Linked DNA regions of Sus scrofa: regions 1 and 3 are each linked to region 2. A link is a contact called in public Hi-C and HiChIP or PLAC-seq data. All regions are on one chromosome and are shown on one strand. The core of a region is the stretch at or near the end of the contact, and the rest is flanking DNA. Distances in the headings are between cores, read along the strand shown. Region 1 overlaps IQGAP2 (ras GTPase-activating-like protein IQGAP2). Region 2 has its middle 35 kb from the start of IQGAP2. Region 3 overlaps IQGAP2 (ras GTPase-activating-like protein IQGAP2).

Region 1 (4,005 bases), core at 919-3,418, 160 kb before region 2:
CAAACACTATCACTTACACATGGAATCTGAAAAAAGGACACAATGAACTTCTTTGCAGAACAGATACTGACTCACAGACTTTGAAAAACTTACGGTTTCCAAAAGAGACAGGTTGGGGGATGGGGGGATGCGCTGGGGGTTTGGAATGGAAATGCTATAAAATTGGGTTGTGATGATCATTGTACAACTATAAATGTAAAATAGAAAAATTCATTGAGTAACATTAAAAAACCCATCAAAACCCAAAATAAATAAATAAATAAATTTCAGTCCTTAAGTAATCAAAAAAAAAAATGTTGAAAGTCAGTCATCTCTGCAGTCTATTTGCCAATTCTCTATAAACTGCAACATCTTGTTTCTCTCATCATCCCAGGTAACAGCTTGCTCTTTATATCTCTCTCCTGCTTCGGGATAAGGAAAGCCACAGAGAAGCAGGAGAGGCTGACTGTGGGCATCAAGGGTCAGAAGGCAGTCCCTATTAGCTCAGTGGATTAAGAACCCACTGTAGTCTCTATGGGGATGCAGGTTCAATCCCTGGCCTCGCTCAGCAGCCTAAGGATCCAGCATCACCATAAGCTGTGGTCAGTTGCTGTGGCTGTGCTGTAGGCTGGCAGCTGCAGCTGCGATTCAAACCCCAGCCTGGGAACATTCAGATGCCAGAGGTGCGGCCCTAAAAAGAAAGAAAGAAAAAAAAAAGTGGTCAGAAAGGCTGGACCCATACAGGGTCCCTGAGGGGGTGGGGCTGGCCTCAGGTCACTGCAGTTCTCCTGATTCCAACAGCTCTCGGGAGGCAGGAAGTGCCCCCAAGACAAGCCAGCACACACCTTCTCAAAGCTGTTTAGACACTGTCTCCATCTGTTCCCGTTAACAGCTTCCTTCTGCCCAGGCGAAGCTCTCCCCTCTTATCTGGCTTGAGTTACTGCCAGTTTGTTTTCATAAAGATCCCTATCTTGGCCAGACACTGGGAAATAAGTGAGACGACAAATCTGGTTTTGATGAAAAGGAGGCATTAAATGGGGTGTTAGTATTACCCAGGGGACAGGGAAACTCAACCAGACTTACCTCGAAGACCTCAGGACCTGGCCGAAGGCAGGAGTCAAACACTATGGTCTCCTGCCTTTAAAGCCATTAGGGAAAAAGAAGGCTTGCTGGGTACTGTGCAAGGAACAGCTCGAGGGCTGCCAGAAAAAGAACTCGCCCTGGTGCCCTGGAGGTACATCTGCTTAAGGCAATAGTCACGCAAAACCAAGGTTTCCACTCTTCTGAGTTTCCCCTAACAGCAAGTAATCAAGGCAGACCTTCACATGTGAAACCAGAATCTGATAGTGTAACCAGACTTTGGGGGGCTCCGCAGGTACAGAAGGTGTGATCCAAGAAGGTAGCAGACTCTCCCCACCATCCCCTTCCAGAAGCAGCCAAGACATGCTCATTCCCTTAGCCAAGCAATCATCAGGGGAACAAATGGGCTGAGGGGCAAGGCTACTTCTAATCAAAATCTGTACAACCAGCAAAAAGCTCTCTACAAGCCAAGGCTTCGGATCACAAGGCAAGAGGGTCATTCCCTGAAGAGTGTCCTTCTCAAATGTGATAACGCTTTCTCCCCTTCATATTATACCCAAATCCACCCCTTAAGGGCCAATCACTTTTAAGAACATCTAAAGGTGAAAGGAATTCTCTGCTGTCAATATAATCTGTGTTTCTAGCTTCCTTCCTTAGTGAAAAGTCCACCCGAGCCTATTAGCAGGTGTACCAAGTTCATTTTATAATAGAACTGCCAAGGAGGGCCTGGTGGCTCAGCATTAACAAACCCAACTAGTATCCATGAGGATGCAGGTTTGATCCCTGGCCTCACTCAGTGAGTTAAGGCTCTGGCATTGCCGTGAGCTGCGCTGTAGGTCGAAGACACAGCTCATATCCCAAGTTGCTGTGGCTGTGTCGTAGGCTGGCAGCTGCAGTTCTGATTCAACCCCTTGCCTGGGAACTTCCATATGCTGGGGGTTCGGCCCTAAAAAAAAAAAAAAAAAAAGACCAAAAAAATGTTAAAAATAAAAATATAATAGAGCTGGTAAAAAGAAAGCCAGTTAGAGGAACCAGCATGGGTCAAGTGACCATCTTTCCATGCTCTTCTGAAGCTTTCCAATCACTCCACAAAGTAGCTACCACCCATTCCTTTACAGCTGACGAAACAGTGAGTGTGGTTAATTTGGCCAAGGTCACACAGCCAGTAAATGGCCAAACTGATATTCGAGCCAAGTTCCTCTAACCAGTGGCGATCTTATGGGCTTCTGATCTGGGGACTGGCGCAGGAAAAGAATTACGTTTTACTTTTCATTTACCTCTACCTGAAATTCAGTATTTTTCTTCAATTCTGAATGCAAGCAACCAACCACCATAGTTACTGGCAGAATCTGACTTCCTCAATATATTTTCACATCACTTTATGGCTGCTGTCAATTTCAAAATATCATTTATGCTGATCACAACTTAAAAGTTAGAGTTGTCATAAGATCCACCACAAGAACTGTGTATTTGTAAAGAAGAACATACTACTCTATCACACAGTTTTTTTCTGAAGTATTTTGATAATTGTATTTTCTTTTCTTTTCTTTTGGTTTTTTGTCGTTTTAGGGCCACACCCGCAGCATATGGAGGTTCCCAGGCTAGGGGTCTAATCGGAGCTGCAGCCGCCAGCCTACACCACAGACACAGCAACACGGGATGCAAGCCACGTCTGTGACCTACACCACAGCTGACGGCAACAATGAATCCTTAACCCACTGAGCGAGGCCAGGGATGGAACCCGCAACCTCATGGTTCCTAGTCAGATTCGCTAACCACTGAGCCATGACAGGAACTCCTGGTAACTGTATTTTCAATACAATTGGTTTCCTTTGTAATCCTATTCATCTTATGTAAAACGTAATTCTGAGAGGACTTCTATAGGCTTCTCAGACTGCTAAAGAAGCCCCTGGCATACATAAAACTAAGAACCCCTGCTCTGATCCCAAAGCCTACCTCTTTCTTTATTTCCCCACCCAGCCTGCTTCACACTCTTTTCTTCTGTGGTTCTCTCTTCCCAGACTATCTTAAAAAGGCTGCCCACACAGAACTCTTTTTTAAAGCCATCAGGGAAGAATCAACAACTAAATCAGCTAATGCACTGTCTGCCATCAAGTACTACTTATATTTATGTTTGCACGACTCCAGATTTTTAGTATCAAATTAGCTTTAAGTATGATGGGCCAACACCCAGCTTGTCATTTTGCTGACATGAAGAATGACACAGGTGCTCCATTTATCAGAAAGCCTCGAAGTGGCTCGCATTTGCCTGCCAGCATGAAAAAATTTCCACCAGCAAACAGTGAAACCACTGGTTAAATCAAAAAAGCAGTATTATAAAACAACAGTAAACTAACCCAGAGATGGCTGTTAGCCGCCAAGATTCTCTGAGTATCAGGTAACATCTCTCTCCTACTTGAAAATGCAAAGACAGACTCCGCTCGCCCCCAGATCCGGATTTTCCGGCAGTCTCACGGGGGTGCATTTGAACACCACGCCAGGCTGACATGCAGAATGGAGAGGCGTGGGATTCTTCAATGACAACAAGGCAGAGCAAAAGAGAGCTTCCTCGCTGACTCTGCTGGCACAAGGCATGCACTGGTGATAAGTTATATACACAGTTTCATTGGGTCACACAGACATAAAGTAGATTAGTAGGGAAGAATAACACATTTCAACTCTTCCTTCCTTCTTCTTTGGCCACACCTGCAGTATCTGGAAGCTCCTCCGCCAGGGGTCAAATCAGAGCTGCGGATGCCAGCCTATACCACAGCCACGGCAGCTCCAGACCCTAACACCACAACTCATGGCAATGTCAGATCCTTAACCCACTGAGCAAGGCCAGGGATCAAACCCACATCCTCACGGACATTATGTGGGGTTCTTATTCCACTGAGCTACAATGGAACTCCTATTTCAGTTTTTTAATAGTGAGTCTGACATTGC
Region 2 (4,528 bases), core at 439-2,938:
TGATCTTATACCCTAGATATTATTATTATTTTATATATATATAATATATGATATTATATATGTATGTGTTTTCCAGTATATATATACATAATTATTATTATTATTTTGTTTACACCCACGGCATATGGAAGTTCCCAGGCTAGGGGTCAAATCGGAGCTCTAACCGCTAGCCTACACCACAGCCACAGCCATGCCAGATCCAAGCTGCATCTGCAATCTACACCACAGGCTTTGCAGCAACGCTGGATGCTTTAACCCACTGTGTGAGGCCAGGGATCAAACCTGCATCCTCATGGATACTAATCAGATTCTTAACCCTCTGAGTGACAATGGGAACTCCTATCTATTATTATTCAGCCATCAAAAGGAAATCTTGGAGTTCCCATCGTGGCTTGCCATTTGTGACAACATAGATGGATCTTGAGGGCATTATGCTAAGTGAAATAAGTCAGACGGAGAAAGATAAATACCATATGATATCATTTATATGTGGGGTCTAAAACAAACCAAAACAGAACTCAAACAACCAATAAACAACTAAGCTCACAGATACAGAGAACAGATTAGGAGTTGCCAGAGTTGGGAGCTGGTGGAATGGGTGAAGGGGGTCAAAAGTTACAAACTTTCAGCTGTGAAATAAATAGGATGTAATGTATAGCATGGCGAGTCTAGTTAACGATACTATATTGCATATTTGAAAGTTGAAGAGAGCAAACCTTAAAAAAAATTTGTAACTATATATGATGACAGACATTAACTAGATTTATTGTGGTGATCATTTTGCAATATATACAAATATCAAATCATCATTTTACACACCTAAAACTAATATAATGCTATATCTCAGTTATAGAGTGATAAATAAAAATTATTACAAAAAAATTAAGTGTATGTTTGTTTATATATAAAGAAAAGGAAACATTATTTTCACATGTCACATGAATGGAGAAGTGAGAGTGCCGCATCAGAAGTGGTGAAGAATGGTTTTATGTACCAATTTTTAAACATAATTAATTGCTTACTCATCCCAAATGGCTTTCAGTTGTCTTGACCCATTTTTAGTTACTTTAACTAGCATTACATTCTGTTGAAAATGACAGAAAACCTTATCACAGTTAAGAAGTCAAGCACCTTCTATCCTCTTGTCTTGTCATCCTCAAGTTGGCTTCGACCCCATGGTCCGAAAAGACTGCTTGAGGTCCAGCCATCATGTCAGTATTCCGGGCAGTCCGACCTTTCTGGAAATTATATGCAACACTTCCACCTACACCCCCTTGGCTAGAAGTTAGACATAGGGCTACTTCTGTCCACAGGGGAAGCTGGGAAATGTCATATTTGTTCTGTGCCTATGTATCTAGCTAAAAAAGAAGAAAACAGATACAAGGGCCACCAAGAGTGGCAGCTGGGGACCTCTGGGGCTGGATGATATAAATATTCAGGAGGAAACACTTTTTGCTATTATGCTGTAATAATGATAATGACTTTCCTAAAAAGGTCAAGTGCCTTTCATGTATGACTACAGGGCACAACATTGCTCCTGGTCTTGGCAGAGCATAACTTCCCAAAGAGAGGCAGTGCTCAGCTGGAGGCCGAGAGGAACGGACCCTTAGAACAGGATCAGGGCACCCGTCTAGCCTGGTTAGCGTCAGTGGGCAGACAGAAGAAACACGGGTTCCTCTGTGGTCGTTCCCAGCACCAGCCACTCAGGTCACCTGATTTTCATCTCTTGGAATCACGACAAATCATGAGTTCTGATGACTTGCAACATGAGCTGTGGGGAAATTTAAAGGAGCCTGCAGTTTAAAATCACATGAGCATATTCAACAAATGAAACATGTTTGTGTCCTCCAGAGACTGTCTAATCCCTATTTGGTTTGCTTGGCTCCAATCTCACATCATGGGCCAGAACCGTGTATTTCAGGGGTCGAGCCACAGCCCCTGCAGAAGCAATGCCATGTAGTTATGTTGTGAGCCACTCGGGAAGTCCAAGAACTGCGTATTTCGGATGGTAGAATGTCTTCCATTGAAAATAAAGACGAGTGGTCAGAAATCAAATGATGTCTTCAGCTGTCAGTGAAAAGCGGCTTTTAAGTGAAGCTTATGTTTCCTAGATTAAACCATAATTGGAAAACAGATTCATTCATTTGCTTGTTCAGTCACCAAGTCAAGCATCGCATGGATGTCTCTGTGCCCTTGGCAGGTCTACAGAGATGGCCTTGAAAAGCCTGGTGGCATCTGACAGATGTGCCAGTGTCCATGGTTTCTATTGATTCTATATGTTTCTTGGCTTTTCTCTCAGCTGAGAAAGAGCATTAATTAGGAAGCAGGAGTTCAGGTCTCTTGAATGTTCTGAAGCCTCGTTTGCTCCATGGTATGCTTCGTGGTTGAGTTAGATAAGGGGTCTCAAGTAAAATTCCTTGAGTGGCTGGGCATGTAAAGTAAAAAAGTGAAGTGGACCTTGGCTTAAGAAAAATAGAGGGGAGTTCCTGTCATGGCACAGCAGAAACGAATCTGACTAGGAACCATGAGGTTGCAGGTTCGATCCCTGGCCTCACTCAGTGGGTTAAGGATCCTCTGTTGCCATGAGCTGTGTTGTAGGTCGCAGATGTGGCTCGGATCCCGAGTTGCTGTGGCTCTGGCGGCTATAGCTCTAATTGGACCCCTAGCCTGGAAACCTCCATATGCCGTGGGTGTGGCCCTAAAAGGACAAAAGACAAAAAAAAAAAAAAAAAAAAAGAAAGAAAAATAGAGGCAGAGGTCTGTTTTGCTTTCCTCTTAACTCAGCTTTAAGAAAAACAACTGTGTGGGCCAGTGATCAATAGTCACCAATGAAGCTTCAAAACCGAGGAGCTACAGGGAGCAATGGGGCCTGGGGTCACCTGCAGAAGACAGGTCCCTGCCAGGTGGGGCTGCGGTTGCTTGTCTTCAGTGAGGACTGAGGGGGTGAGTGCTGCCAGGTCTTCTGACTCTTCGAGAGAATTGAGAAATATGGATTAATTTTCCTTTGTGAAATTTTGTATTTTCTGATTTAGGGGCAACTAATTCAAACCTTTTTTAAAAAAGTCCCATGCCAGTCAATCTTGTATAGGCCAAGCTAAACAAGCTTGTTTTGTAGGGCCGCCTGATCATGGTTTCTGGGTTACACTGTAGTCCATGGAGCAGTAATTCTCAAGTCAAGATTCCACCTTCTGGAGTTCCTGTTGTGGCTCACCGGGTTAAGAACCTGACATAATATTCATGAGGATGTGAGTTCAATCCCTGGTCTCGCTCAGTGGATTAAGGATCCGTGTTGTCGCAAGTTGGGGTGTAGTTACAGAGGCAGCTTGGATCCAGTGTTGTTGTGGCTGTGGCGTAGGCCGGCAGCAGCCCTTCCAATTCAGCCCTTAGCTCAGGAACTTCCATGTGCCGCAGGTGTGGCCCTAACAAGAAAAGAAAAGAAAAAAAAAAAAAAGATTCTACCTTCAGCAGTTCAAGAGCTTCAGCAGGTCAAAATCCCTAGAAATTACACACTGAGCTTTGTGAGTATACATTTTTGGGGGGAAAGGACTTGTGAGTATCCATAAAGTTAAAAACCTATGACCAGAAAACTTTTAAGATCTACTGAGCAGCCTGGCACGTGTTTTCAGCACTGATTTTCAGAATGCCAAGCCATTCATGATCATGTAATCAGACACTTGATTCACTCATTCATTCATCAAGAGTTACTGAACATTTACTATGGATGAGGCACCTTCTAGGCCCGGAGAATACAGAAACCAATAAAAGAGACCAAGTCTTTTTTGTTCTCGTAAGATATATCCAGCAGAGGGACACAGACGATATCTATAAAAGCAGAAAAGGTCCATGTCATGTCAAGTGGTGATGAGGGCCATGCAAGAGGAGAGAGAGCAGCAAGACTAGGCGGAAAAGGGGGAGTGGAACGGAAAGGCCTCTCTGTTAAGGTTTTACGTGAGCAGAGACCTGGCTGAAATCAGGAAACAAGCCGAGTACTTTTCCAGAAAAGAGCATTCCAGAGGAGGGTGAGATGAAGACACAGGCCTGAGACAGGTACAAACAGCAGTCTGTTACTGGAGCAGCGAGATTAACTCTACCTACTAGTGGGGTTAATAAAAGACTTTGAGAATTTTTTTTAAACATTTATTATTATTGTTTTTTTTGTCTTTTTAGGGCTGCACCCGCAGCATATGGAGGTTCCCAGGCTAGGGGTCTAATCAGAACTATAGACGCTGGCCTACGCCAGAGCTATAGCAACTCGGGATCCGAGCCGAGCCTGCAACCTGCACCACAGCTCACGGCAACGCCGGATCCTCAACCCACTGAGCAAGGCCAGGAATCGAACCCCAACCTCATGGTTCCTAGTCGGATTCGTTAACCACTGAGCCATGATGGGAACTCTGGTTTTATCTCTTTATAGTGATACAGCCCAGTTTTAAAAGTAGCTCTAAGAAGAGCAGGCCACACCCACTACCACCATAAATTGGCTCCATCTTTCCTGAGAGCTGTCCAGTAAATTTCACAAGAGCTATGA
Region 3 (4,257 bases), core at 768-3,267, 180 kb before region 2:
TACAGTCGATCCCCACTACAAAGAGCAGAAGGACCGATGATGAAAGCCGCAGAGCGCTCCTGCCAGGAGGGATGGAGGATGAGACAGGATGCGTAATACAGGTAGCAGATGGCTCTCCCCAATGTTCTCAAGTCAGAGAACCTGGAGTTCCTTATTTCTCTGCTGACCACCATGACACTTGATAAATCAATTCCTATGGCAACAGCTCTAAGAATAACACTCTAAAAATAAAAGGATGTTTTAAACAGAGGACAGACACTTGCATGCATTCCTGGGAACCGAGAGGCAGAATGCGGCAACCTGCATCACAAGCCAAAGAACAATTTTTTTTCTTTCACTCTATAATCCCCTACTATTCTGGCTCAACAGTAGAAAAGAACAAAAGTTATAATCAAAGACCAACTGTATGCATGAGAATAGTAATTGCAGTGATGCTAAAAACTAAGCAACTAAAAAGTTGTTTCACAAAAGAGATTGTGAAGTTATGGAACATAATATAGATGAAACACAAATTTACGATGACAATTTAGCAAAAGGGAAGGATGTTGACCCAGTAAAGTGAATAAACAATGATACAAAATGCATATGCTTTTTGTTATGTCAGGTATGTCTGCATATGAAATATTTAGAAAGCTGATATACTAGGTTGGTGCAATTCTATGGTTCTCTAATTTTTTTGAAATGTTTGTGCTCAAAAAAAATTAAGACAAAAGAAAAATTGGGGTAAACGTCACTGCAAATGCTTCCACTGTTTTCCAAATCTCAGTTCTGTCACATAAGAATAGGTAGCAACAAAGCAAACGCACATCCAGCAATAAGGATGGAACATGCAGAGCTTAAGGCGGAAAACTAAGAAACAGAGGTAGACACACAATGTGCACAAATTAAACACACATACACACAAGAGATATATTACAAGAATACATGCAGGCTTAAATGATACACTTTATACATATCCCACTGGTCGCCTATGAGAGGGAGGGGACTAGGGAAAAAAGGAAGTAAGTTTTAGGGGGCCAGCATAAACCACGGGCTACCCTGTGACCAGTGAGACTGTGTCCCATAACCTGAAAAGTGTGATTGCTCAACCCCTGTACCCGAGGCCCTCAAAGCTGGACCAGTCATGGTGTGAAGAGTGTAAACTGATACAATTTCAGGCCTTAAGACATTTCCTCTCTAGAACACATCCCACCTCCCAAACAGTAGTTGCTTTATTTGACAGCCATTCTTTCCCATCCCAGGTTCTAATTTTCCTTCTGTTTTCCAAAAGATTAAAAGACTGCAGGAGGAGTTCCCTGGTGGCCTCGCGGTTAAGGATCCAGTGTTGTCACTGCTGTGGCTCGGGTTCACTCCTGGCTCGGGAACTTCTGCATGTCTCTGCTGTGGCCAAAATAAAAGACTGCAGGAAATCATTATTACTGAAAGAAGATTTAATCATATTGCTAGCTGTATGCACAATTTTGTTACACAATTGTATAACAATGGTAATGTGTGTGTATAATTATAAACATAGTAAAATAACCATATGTAACTACTCGGAAATGGTCTCTTATAAGCTACAAAATAAACCAGCAAGAGTGGCTCCATCTGGGAGTGGAACTGAGTGAGAAAAAGACCTAATTTCCACCATGTATTCTCCTTCTGGGACCTCGAAAATTTTGTCCTGTTTGTGTCTTTTCCTCATTTATCTAATAGTTTATTCATTTGGCCCCTCAGGTTTTAGGAGTTTTTTGTATATTAGAGATGTTGGCCCTTTGCGATATAAATTTTCTAGCAGTTTTTTTGTTTTTTATTTGCTAGCTTTGCCTTTGATATGACCAAATAAAAAATTCAAAGCACCTACTTGAGCAGACATTCATTCTGTAGCTATAACATGACAAAAGAAGCTTAAGGAGAAAACGCTGCAACTATACCAGAACCAGCAAGCCAACCCAGTCCTCCTCTCTCACCTGAGTTTCCTACTGGTTTCCTTTCCACCCAGATCCTGTTGACCCGGCTAAACCAGGAGCAGCTCACCAGATGGCAGCATCAGCTGCGGTGCTGGCTGGACTTTCCTGAATGTGTATGTAGGTTAGTAATGTATCAGGGCCCTGCCACCCAGAACATGTTCCCAGGACCAAAGGCAGCTGGTGACTGCTGTCTCTGTCAAACTGGCCCCATCCTTGAGTCTCTACACTTCTTGGCTCTGAGAAGTAGAGATACCCTGGTGATCTAAAGGCAGGGAGACCCTGGGGACTTCAGAACCCTTACACCTTATCAAACAAGGTGTTGTTCAGGAGTTTTTTCAACTAAGGTTCTTTTCTTACAAGTCAGTTCCTGTACTGTCTGTTAGACCAGCTAGAAAGCAGTGCCTGTGGCACCAACCCCGACAGCATGTTCGGGCACTGGGCACCATACATACCATCCACAGTGACTTCTCACTAAGAAAGCCTTTGTGATGTGTAAGAGTTTCCAGCCAGATAATTAAGTACCATTTCACTAGTCTAACAATTTCATCATTGTTCTGTACTGAAACTGACATCTGAAATAGAGACCACTTTTTTCTGTGGCAAACGCTTACAGAGCAGGGCGGGGATGCAGGTCCACAGAGATAATGAGCAATCTTGTCCCATCTACCTGGGGTGGGGGTGGGGTGGGGGTGGGAGTGGGGGTGGGGAGCGACAGACAAGTGGAGCTTTTAGGGGGAAAGGACAAGAAGCAGCCGGAGAATAAACCTCAGTGAAGTAAGAAAGTCAAAATTCAAACTCTATAGCTGAATATGATGTCCAGGTAGGAAAAAGTAGACAGACTGGGAAAGAGTGATGGACATGAAAAGAAACCTTCTGAAAAGGAGGAGATACACGCCAGGGTTCCCCTCTCTGGTAGGAAGCACAAATCATCCTGACTAACTGAGCGACCAACAACAAGGATTCCAGCTGCACGGCCTGGACAAATGGCCTAGAGTGTGTCAGAGAAGGAACCTAGAGAGTGGAGGCAGGGAGGCAAGGCAGCTTAAACCACCTCGATGCATCTTCAGATTCTTCTACCACCACCATCAAGTTCACTTAAATGTTTCACCTCCGTGCAGTCATCAGTGACCACACAGACAGAGAGACAGGCTGCAAACCACAAGGAGTCACACGAAGGTTTTAGGCAATAGGAGCTGGCTATAAGAGAACACTATTACACCCTGGCATTCTTAGGTTTCAGGAAACACGGCTTGACGGACAGTATAAGCCAGCTCTGTGCAATAACAAATCATGCAGCGAGGGTGTTCTGGGGCTGGCTTGGGTTTCACACCACCTTCTTTTCATGGCAGCAAGACAGCCTCATCTAGCACCTTCCAGTACTGATTATCTGTGAGAAGCCCATCACAGGATCTGAAGCCGACTGGTTATCATCTTTACAATCTAATGGCTACAGACTTCGCTAGCTGTATTTCTAGACCACGACATCAACTGTCTTGAGCCCTGATTCTAGCATATCTCAGAATATAACACACAAATATAAATCGAGCCCCTGTGGAGGTGAAAAGCCAATTTTCTGATATGATCACGACGAGGCAAGAGCAACAAGCTGCGACTCAGAATTAGAGGAAAACATATGCAAGAAAGGCGGGTACTTTATGCATATCTAGAAACATAATTTCAAAGAGTTGCAGACAAGAAGAAACACTCTCAGGTAAAGGGACAGTTAACCAGCAGGGACCAATCCATTGGCAGGACCTATCCCCAAGGGGCTTGAGGCATGCAAGGATAGATAACGGAGATTGCAGAATTCACTGGAGGGCGGTGTGCGGGGGTGGGGAGGCATCCTTGGAGATATTAAGTAGCTAGGTAGAGCAGAAGCATTAGTCACTTCTAATCATGTAAATTATTAACATAAACTGGAAGACATCCAGCCTAACTTTAGCCTCAGGAAGTCCACTCTAGCAGGGCTTGTGAACAGATGCCTGCAGGAATGAGGCAGGTAAGGCCAAGGGCCAAGGCTGGCTGAGGGGTGCTGTGAGCCATTTGCTGCTCTGTGGGAACACAGACCGTGGGGACCCTACCTGCAAGATTTCCTCTAGATTGTGGACTTCCCTTGCATGTGTATGTTTATTCTTCTATGCATATTTATAATCATATACCACAATTCTATATTGTTTGGCTTATTATATAAGCATTTCTTGGATAATTAAAAATTATTTGCAAATATCATTGTTCATGGATGTAAAATACCTCATCATGCAACCATACTATAATTTTAACTATCCCTCCATTATTGAATATTCAGTTT

Evidence for each region. A called contact is a pair of places that touch in the nucleus more often than the background predicts. HiChIP or PLAC-seq counts read pairs in DNA pulled down with a chosen protein or histone mark.
Region 1: an H3K27ac HiChIP or PLAC-seq map of alveolar macrophages shows a contact between it and region 2. The contact joins two enhancer-like sites. A contact is called at or near these places in 1 of 47 Hi-C or Micro-C datasets (liver) and 1 of 2 datasets of contacts at active chromatin or transcription factors (alveolar macrophages).
Region 3: a Hi-C map of liver shows a contact between it and region 2, with 2.1 times the contacts expected there. The contact joins two enhancer-like sites. A contact is called at or near these places in 2 of 47 Hi-C or Micro-C datasets (both in liver) and 1 of 2 datasets of contacts at active chromatin or transcription factors (alveolar macrophages).

The regions. Positions count from the first base shown.
Region 1 is chr2:85,418,779-85,422,783 of Sscrofa11.1, reverse strand. The region is part of intron 2 of IQGAP2 (ras GTPase-activating-like protein IQGAP2); the gene reads right to left. Among named protein-coding and RNA genes, the nearest start is that of F2RL2, 120 kb to the left of the region's middle. Within about 2 kb of position 2,168, at least 1 of the 83 cell types and tissues checked has an H3K27ac peak or open chromatin away from gene starts, as enhancers often do. A contact at or near this core is called in alveolar macrophages, where this site is marked.
Region 2 is chr2:85,256,866-85,261,393 of Sscrofa11.1, reverse strand. No RefSeq gene overlaps it. Among named protein-coding and RNA genes, the nearest start is that of IQGAP2, 35 kb to the left of the region's middle. Within about 2 kb of position 1,688, at least 6 of the 83 cell types and tissues checked have an H3K27ac peak or open chromatin away from gene starts, as enhancers often do. A contact at or near this core is called in alveolar macrophages and liver, where this site is marked.
Region 3 is chr2:85,442,466-85,446,722 of Sscrofa11.1, reverse strand. The region is part of intron 2 of IQGAP2 (ras GTPase-activating-like protein IQGAP2); the gene reads right to left. Among named protein-coding and RNA genes, the nearest start is that of F2RL2, 97 kb to the left of the region's middle. Within about 2 kb of position 2,017, at least 11 of the 83 cell types and tissues checked have an H3K27ac peak or open chromatin away from gene starts, as enhancers often do. A contact at or near this core is called in alveolar macrophages and liver, where this site is marked.